2 separate regions of the Mus musculus genome follow, and region 1 is linked to region 2. The links are chromatin contacts, called in public promoter capture Hi-C maps. All regions are on one chromosome and are shown on one strand. The core of a region is the stretch at or near the end of the contact, and the rest is flanking DNA. Distances in the headings are between cores, read along the strand shown.

Region 1 (4,341 bases), core at 19-2,518, 4.8 Mb after region 2:
GAATGATGACATGACAAAGATCGACAAGTACATTACTGAAGTGCTCTGAAAAGCTTGGCATGTATAGAACGTAGATAATATAGAACATAAACACATTTTTGATATTTTTCAAATCTTTCCTGTTTTTTGTTTGAAATTTATGTAGTCCAATCCTGCAACAGCCTCCCAAGTGCTGTCATTTACAGTGTGACCACAACACTGGACTTCATTTATTTTATAAATGAAAATAAAAGTGCAGCTTTTTTTTATCTGTATCGTATCATAACAAATCACCTACTTATGGCTTGTAAGTATTTTGCAAACAGATTTGTTGTTTTGTGGTTTTCAAGACAGGGTCTCAATATATTCAGCTGGCTGTCCTGGAACTCTGTAGATCAAGCTGGCCTTGAACTCAAAAGATATCTGCCTACCTCTACCTCTCTAGCGCTGGGATTAAAAGCATGCACGACTAGGTCCAGCCTCCAACAGATTTTGAAAATTATTTTTCTATGTTATTATGGTAAGAGAACCACATAATCATAGTGGAATTTACATAGAATATTAACGACAGTCAATTTTTAACACATTGTTAAACTCAGAACGCTTGGAAGAGTCTTCCAAACCGTCCCCAAAACTGCGACCGAAATCATCTTTATAAAATAAAAGTGGCAAAAAAAAAAAAAAAAAAAAAAAAAAAGCGGTGTGACTTAAGTAAAAACCTGAACTTAGAATTTGGGTTCCTATCCGTTCTCTACTATTTAAAGACACCGGAAACACATTCTGCCCCAGGATGCCTTCAGCACATTCGCTTATTCTTCAGCAACCCTTTGGAAAAGAAAAAAAAAAAAAAAAAAAAAAAAAAAAAACCAAAAAAAAAAAAAAAACCCTGTAGGCATACGTGTGCCTCAGCTCCATAAAGAAGTCAGCGGACAACTAATTGGAATCGATTCTATTGCCACCAGAGAGGTCGCAAATTTCAGGTCGTCAGGACTGGGAGCAGGCGTCCCTACCGGATCCACCTCCCCATCCCTTTAATTCTAAGAGTCTAATTCTAATTTAATTCACCAACGCTTTAATTCTAAGAGTCACAGTCGAACTTTACACAGCACTCTCCGGCCAGTTCACCTAGTAACCCGGTCATCTGCAGACAAACTAGCGCCCAAGCGCGACCCGGAAGGAGAACCTGCCCTTCCGCCTCCTAGTCGCCAATCACCGCTTTACTCCCCTTTTCGCAGCCGGGGTGAGTCCCACCCTCAGGGAGCCGCCTCGGCTGTAGCAGGGGAGGAGGCGGCGCGTGCGCAGTGGTGCCGGTGGCCCTTCCGGTGCGCCGGACGCAGCTAGGCTGTACAGACGCGGGCACGCACACCAGCACGCACGCCCTCCTCTCGTGCGGCCGCGGTCGTTCCCGCGTCCACCAGCAGCGCTGTCGCTTCGGCAGAAATGCTGCGGGCCTGTCAGTTATCCGGCGTGACCGTCGCGGCCCAGGTGAGCGTGGGGTCTCTCCGAAGGGGCGCGTGGTCACGCTGACTGCGGACTGCCAACGGACAACGTGAGAGGCATCCATGATGCGCACCCCCCCCAGGCAGAGCCACCCCTAGTGCGGGGAACCGAGGCAGTCCTCTAGGGCGGCCGCTGGACTGGAATGACTCGAGGGTTATTGCTGAAGAAGCGGGCTGGGGTGTGGAGCGCGGGGAGGCGGGTGTGCCGCTGAGGCGTGGCTTCAGGGACCTGGTATCCAATCAGTACCTCCTTATCTCAGTCTCGGACCAATCCTGGCTGCTGGCGTCTGGGCCGCCGGTTGGGCACGTGATAGGTTTCCAATCGTGAAGGTCGGCGCGGGAGAACTACAGTTCCCAGCAGGGATTGCTTCTCAGGGCTTGTTGCATCTTTAATAAGCAGGTTCCTGGACTGGTGGAGAGCCTAGGGGTCAAAGTTGCTGTTAATCTGGGAGTGGGTTCCTTTTGTTTCCGTAGCCGAGAGCGCCTTTGAGCTAGTCTTATAGTAAAAGGTGAAAGATTTTTCATTTCTCGAGCTTAAACTTCTGGTGCTGAAGGAGGACAGAAGTCATGACCTTGTGCTTATTTCTGAGATTAGCTTGGGGATCAGTGTCTCTAAGCACTGGAACCATGTCTGACATTCAGGTATCTTAGGCGCCCTGTTTTGTCTCTCTTTAATTTTTCATAACTGTCAGTATAACTTTCTACAGTTGAAAATAAAAACCCCATTTCCATTACTCAGAAGTTTTAGAAAACTAACACTTGAAAGGTTATGAGGAACATGCTGCAACTTGAGCAGTAATTGGATAAAGTTTCGAGACAGGGTCATCCTGAGATGATTGAAGTTAAGCAGTTTTGTTCTTTATTTTTGCTTTACTGTTTGTCCTTCAGCCTCTTGCATAGGGAAGTGAGCCCCGTATTAGTTTTCTGTTGGTATTTATCCAACAGCACACATTAAGCAGCCTGTAACTACACCCTCATTGATTATCTTCCAGTTTTTGTAGTAGTCTGGACATTAGTGTTGTGGAGTCTCAGCTTAGAGTCATGCAAGGCTTTGTTGAGAAGTATTAGCTGTGCTTTGATTCTCATTTGTAGATAGTACTTTTTACTTCCTCCAAATTCATAATTAGCTAAATCCAGCCCCTTCAGGTGTTGCACTAAAGTCCATGTTCTCTCCTGTGTCTTGCAGGTGGCTGCTCTCAGCTTTTAGAACCTTCTAACAATTTCTTGCCACAAGGCACTTACAGGCCATTCCTAACACCAAACACGAAACACAACACATTTAGTATTACCATGTGCTTCTTTCTGTCTTTACTTCAACATCTCTTCTCTCATTGATTTATTTACTAGACTAGCCCTACCTGAGTAACTTCCCTAATTCAGATTTCTTTTTGGGGAGCTCAGTTAGAGACTAAAACATGAATGGTATTCTAGCTCTCAACAAACATTTTAAAGTTCCCTGAAGTCACTGTCAACAAATTCATAGGTTTATTGTCATTACCTCTTCATTCATTCTGTAGCATTTGATATTGCTGCTTATTTGTGTGTGTGTCTATCTGTCTGTCTGAGAGAGAGAGAGTGAGAGAGAGTGTGTGTGTGTGTGAATGAATGAATATGTGTACATGTACACACCTATGGAGGCCAGAAGAGGATACTGTATCCCCCAGTGCTAAGGTTAATCAGTGGTTGTAGACTCCCTGACACTGATACTGAACTCAGGTCCTCTGGAAGAACATTAAATATAAGTGAGCTTTTCCATTTATGGCCCTGTTCCTGTGTAATGACTTGGGAGGCTTATTATTCATGAATAAATGCCTAGGTCTTAAGCAGGGCTTGTCCCCTGACTAGTTAGTATCTTATATGTCTCATTTATACTATTCTATGTCTGCGGCCTGGCTGGTTACCTCTCCTCGGTTTCATACCCAGTCCAGGTTGTGAATCTTCTGTGATTATTTTCCTGAGTGTTCTCATTCTCTCTCTTTCTTTCTTTCTTTCTTTCTTTCTTTCTTTCTCTCTCTCTCTCTTTCTCCCACCTCCCTTCCTCCCCTTCTGTCTCTCCCTCTCTCCCCTTCTTCCTCCTCTCAATTTTGCATTTATGTTTTTACATTCAATTTTGTTTTGTTTTTTCCAGAGCTGAGGACTGAACCCAGGGCCTTGTGCTTGCTAGGCAAGTGCTCTACCACTGAGCTAAATCCCCAACCCCTCAAATTTGTTTTTTATCAACTTACCAAATGATTCCAGTTTTTGGCAAATTTCATCTGCTTTCATGTCTTGCCTTTTTACCTTTCTCTTCAAATAAGTTCTTTAATTGCTACTAAAGGACTTTTAAAAAGCAAACATGTAACATCATGCTCTTCATTGACATTCCATCATGTTCAGAATAACGTCTAGGCTCTTTCCACACTCACCAGGCCCACATCTTGTTTTCTATTCTGCCTCCCCTCACTGTCTTTTACAGTAGTACCTCCAGCAAGATAACTCACTGGTGGTTTTTTTTGTTTTATTTTTGTTTTGTTTTCTCTGACTTCTTCACAGGTCTTTGCTCATCCCTTTATGCAGGGTCTTTCTTAACCCCCCTTCCTTTCAGAGTGGCCTTTCTTTTCTAAAGTGGACTAGGAACTGCTCTTCTCTATATACATCACTCCCACTTTACACCTATGTATTTGTGCATCTTAGCACTACCTAACATGTGTATTTGTTTTAAGTTTCCTGTATTTAAAGTAAGTTCCAAGTTAAGTGTGGTGTTGCATACCTGCATACCTACCACTCCACAGGCAGGGAACTCCAGCCAGGTCTCTAGTTACAATTTGGGTTAGCCAGGGCAATGACTTGCATGCTTCTGTCCCACAAAAGTCCATAAACTCCA
Region 2 (4,165 bases), core at 366-2,865:
CTACAACCGCCCCCCCCCACCATCTTCCTGCCTAGTGTAAAATACAGCAAAGCTTCAATAGAATGTCCAATAATCAATATTGTAAAACACAAACCACACGTTGAGAAATGACACAATTATTCCATACCAGTTTATTTTAGATAATGTGCTTCAAAAACTTTATCATAAATAACCTTTCACATCATAAAATAACTTAGTAAGATTTATAATAAAACTTCTGAGAATTTAACATCTCATCAAAATACATTTAAACTGTGGCTTGAAAATATGATTAATCCTCTTTTACTTTCCTTTTATTTGAGGGCATAAAGACCAAAAAAAAAAAAGAAAAAAAATACCCAAACTATTGCTATACATTTAAAGTTTCAACAAAGCAATATTTGGCTTATTTGAAAGTAACCTGGCCATCCTAAATTAGCAGTTTTCTTTCTTGCAGTGCTTTGTAGTTTTTGTCCCTTTTGCCTTGGATTTCTCTTTTCTCGCAGCTTCCTTCTTCAGGCTCACCTCTCTCTCCCTCTGCAAAGTCATCTCTGAGCCCTCGTGCAGTTGAACTCGGCCCCTTGACATCAGTTTCTGTAATCCTTGCATCAGCGTGGGGAGTGACTGCTTGAGTAACTACAAAGGTATTTCAAAACTTCAGTGCAATTTGGTTCAGTTATTTCCATTCGGATGCCATCACCGTTCCGGGAGATTAATCACGGGCACCCACTGATCCATGTAGCGACTTTCCCGGCAAAAACAAATAAGTTGACTTAAGGCAGGATCCTTCCATTGTGATGAATGTGGGTTCTGTGAACAGATTTTGAAAAAATTACTTCCCCGGAAAATAATCAGCTTCTGCTACTAATTGTGCTACTTTTGAAAGGGCCAAACCCCGAACATTCTGTTAAAAACAGCATCTAGCATAGTCTAAACACCTGTAACGTGCACGGAACTACACAGAGTTTTGCATATTAACTACCCCATTCTGCATGAGGTTACCATTCTTAAGACCTCCCTTCCAAGCATGTACCCTGGTGGGTCATAAGTAAAAGACTCCTGAAAAGCATTCTCAGGCTGTGTGCACGGTGAGGGCTGCAGGGCAGGCAGCTGCTGAACTCTTATCTTCCCTGACGATGAATAGCACATTTTACTGGCAGCAACAAGTAACCAGGCAGTCACTTCCCTACACAAGTCAGAAGAGAAAGAGTACAAAAACAAAAAACCAGAAGACCTAGACAGCACGGTTCTTTCTGAAAACACTATCAACCCACCACACATTTTTAAGCGGTGGGGAGGAGGGAGCTCGTTTAAACAAACTCAAGAGCAGCAAAGAAAAGAATTCCACTCGGTACACTTCAGAGTATCTATCTATATCCAGGGAATTAATAAGGTCTGTCTCCTACACCACTTCTACCTTTAGCTTTGACAGCAAATGAAGAATGAAGCTAACTTCTTAACGAAGGGTAAACCGGGAATTTATTTGGCTTTATCTAATCTGTTCTGCTCAAAGAATTAGCCACGCGAGGTTGTGCAGAGGTAAGCAGAGGTAGCAGCTGGGCAGCTTGCTGACTCACAGGGATATCTTCCGCCGCTGGAGGCCACCCACGAGCTTAGACACGCTCCGTACCCTATCACAACCCCCGCGAGATCAGCGTTCAGCTCGGACAAGGTCCACCCCAGCAGATTCTGGGCTGCAGCCCCGGGTCTCTTACCGTCACCAGCACACAGTGCAGGTCCGGGGTCTGCGCGGCGCCCCCGCTCTCCGCCGGGCCCGCGTCGTTCTCCAGTAGCAGCAGCTCAGCTAGCCGACCCGGGTTGCTGACCCGCAGGATGTTGATGTCGTTCTCGCAGCAGAACGCACGGATGAGGGTGAAATGGATCTGCAGAGCCACATCCCGGTCGTCGTCTTCGTCAGCAGCCAGCAGGCACAGTACCACGTTATCGGGGTCTCTGCGGGCAGCGGGGCAGCGGTGAGTTGCATACGCTCAGGGGGGCGCGGGGTAGAGGCGGGTGGGTGGGCGAGCGGGGAACGCGGGCCACTTACACGTTGAGCAGCTTGGCAGCCTCGTACACGCCGACCGTAATGGTGCGCTGACTCCGAGCCTTGCTGAGCACTTCCTCCAGGGCATCGCCCACCGTGTCCATCCTGCGGGCGGCAGGGTGAGAGCGGGTCAGCCGGGTCCCCGGACGCGAGGCGGGAGGGGCGGCGGCCACCGAGTCGGCAGGCACACTTACCTTTCGGTCTTCTGCTCTGCAGCCGAGAATTCCTCCAAAGTCATATTGCAAGTGCGAGTCCCTCCCTCGGCGCGCGGGCTGCTCCTGGCCCCCACAGTGCGCGGCGCCGGCTCTGCGCTCGCTCCCACCCTCCCTTCTCCGCTCCGGCCGGCCGGCTGCTCGCCTAGCCTCGCTGGGGAACTCTGCACTGCTGCCTCGGGGCCACTGGAGGACAAAGGGCCCGATTCCGGAGATATGGGGCTAGCCCTCAGCCAACCAGGTCCAGCTTCATTTGCATGCAGTCAGGCCATTGGGTTATGCAAATTAGCAGACGTTGACACCCAGACCCTCGCTCCACCAAAGCAAGGCAGAGTTGAGCGGAAAGGGGCGGAGCTACGCGGGAGGGAGCCCACGGGACGAAGGTGGTGCTGAAACCCGGTTGGTGGGGTCCTGAGCCAGCTCTAGGTAGTTTGTGGAGCCTTCTGGTGCGGAGGGCTTTGCAGTGGTTCAAGTGTCCTCAGCTCTGACTGAAACAGCCTGCCAATTGTTTTTCTGGTTGTGGACATCTTTTGATTGTCGTTTCGTGCCCTTTGTGTTAAGGGGCTGCTTTTTAAATTTTACTTCCAGGGATTAATGCACTCCAGTCTAGCTGTTGTTAGTAAGCATATTTTTAAGTGTCCAGACATGCCGGGCAAAGCTTGCTTCAGTGTTTATATGCAAGTTTCAGGTAAACCTGCTTATTCCCAGTAGTAGTCTTTTGGTGCCCTGATGGCTGGTTTGATTTGGTTTTGGTTGGTTGTGAGAATTTGAAACTCCAGGGAGAAGAAAAAAAAAAAAAAAATCGCATTTGTGTGTAGTGGTGGCACAGTACCAAGTTGGAATCTTTTCCACAAAAAGTTGGTGAAATTTCTGCCTACTCCATGTAAGGTGGGGAGCTGGTGATCGCATGTTTAACGAGCCAAATTCACCGTTCTTAGAATCCTTCCTGAAGAAGGCTCCTTCTGATCAAGTAAGAGCTAAGAGAGAAATTCTGTGGTATTCAGAGGTGCCATCATGGAAATTCGAGGTGCTCACGATGTTCCCTGAGCGTCCCATCACAGGCAGAAGAGTATGACACCACCTTTACTGTCTATGAGCTCACTCTGAATTACTGAAGCTGAATCATGAAGCTGTAACTGTAGTACATTTTAGCCATGTGCTCAAATTTCACCTTTGAGATAATAGCAACTTGTAGGTAGAAGGCAAACCCTCGTAACTGCAAGCAGGAGTTACAAAGTAAAAACAATTTTTAATGCAAACTTTTACTGGATAGCTCAAAACTCTCTTTGTTTTATGAGCTTATTCAGTAAATACAAAAGCATTGCCTGAACCTACTAGTCACGGAGAGTGGTGAAATTGCAGCCCATATGCTTGCATTCTTAACAGTGCTAATATTGAGGTCACTGGGTAGCTTACAGTTACAGAAGTAAATTTTGCAGAGGTACATGTGAGTTATCCTTAAGATTTTTTTTGCGGGGGGAGGGGTGGTTTTTCGAGACAGGGTTTCTCTGTGTAGTCCTGACTGTCTTGGAACTCACTTTGTAGACCAGGCTGGCCTCGAACTTAGAAATCCGTCTGCCTCTGCCTCCCGAGTGCTGGGATTAAAGGCGTGCGCCACCATACCCGGCAAGTTTTTATTCTTGTGGACAAAATATTTTCAAATTCTCTTAATCTTAACTTAATGGATAATTTATAGGTTGGTTTTCTAGTTCACTTATTGGAGATGTCCCCAAGAGACAAAAGTTGAGTAAAGGAGCAAATGTCAGTGTATGACTTACCCTGGGTGCTGTGTACCTCATACTTACGCCTTAAAGCTTTAAATGGCGATGCTTTGTTAAAGAATCCCTTGGGACTGGGGAGTTGGCTCAGTGGTTAAGCACACTGGCTATCCTTCCAGAGGTCCAGAGTTCAATTCCCAGCAACTAAATGT

Evidence for each region. Promoter capture Hi-C pulls out the DNA fragments that hold promoters and counts their contacts.
Region 1: a contact with region 2 is called in a promoter capture Hi-C map of pre-B cells. The contact joins the promoter of Immt here to the promoter of E230016M11Rik in region 2. A contact is called at or near these places in 2 of 39 promoter capture datasets (cranial neural crest and pre-B cells).

Annotation. Positions count from the first base shown.
Region 1 is chr6:71,830,052-71,834,392 of GRCm38.p6, forward strand. It overlaps Immt (inner membrane protein, mitochondrial), which reads left to right and starts at 1,269. Exons shown (of 15, transcript NM_001253681.1): 1 at 1,269-1,464. The coding sequence starts at 1,420.
Region 2 is chr6:67,034,984-67,039,148 of GRCm38.p6, forward strand. E230016M11Rik (RIKEN cDNA E230016M11 gene) reads left to right here and starts at 1,616. Exons shown (of 7, transcript NR_040278.1): 1 at 1,616-1,952. Gadd45a (growth arrest and DNA-damage-inducible 45 alpha) reads right to left here and starts at 2,424. Exons shown (of 4, transcript NM_007836.1): 1 at 2,218-2,424; 2 at 2,027-2,128; 3 at 1,695-1,932; 4 at 113-789. The coding sequence starts at 2,261. The coding sequence ends at 676.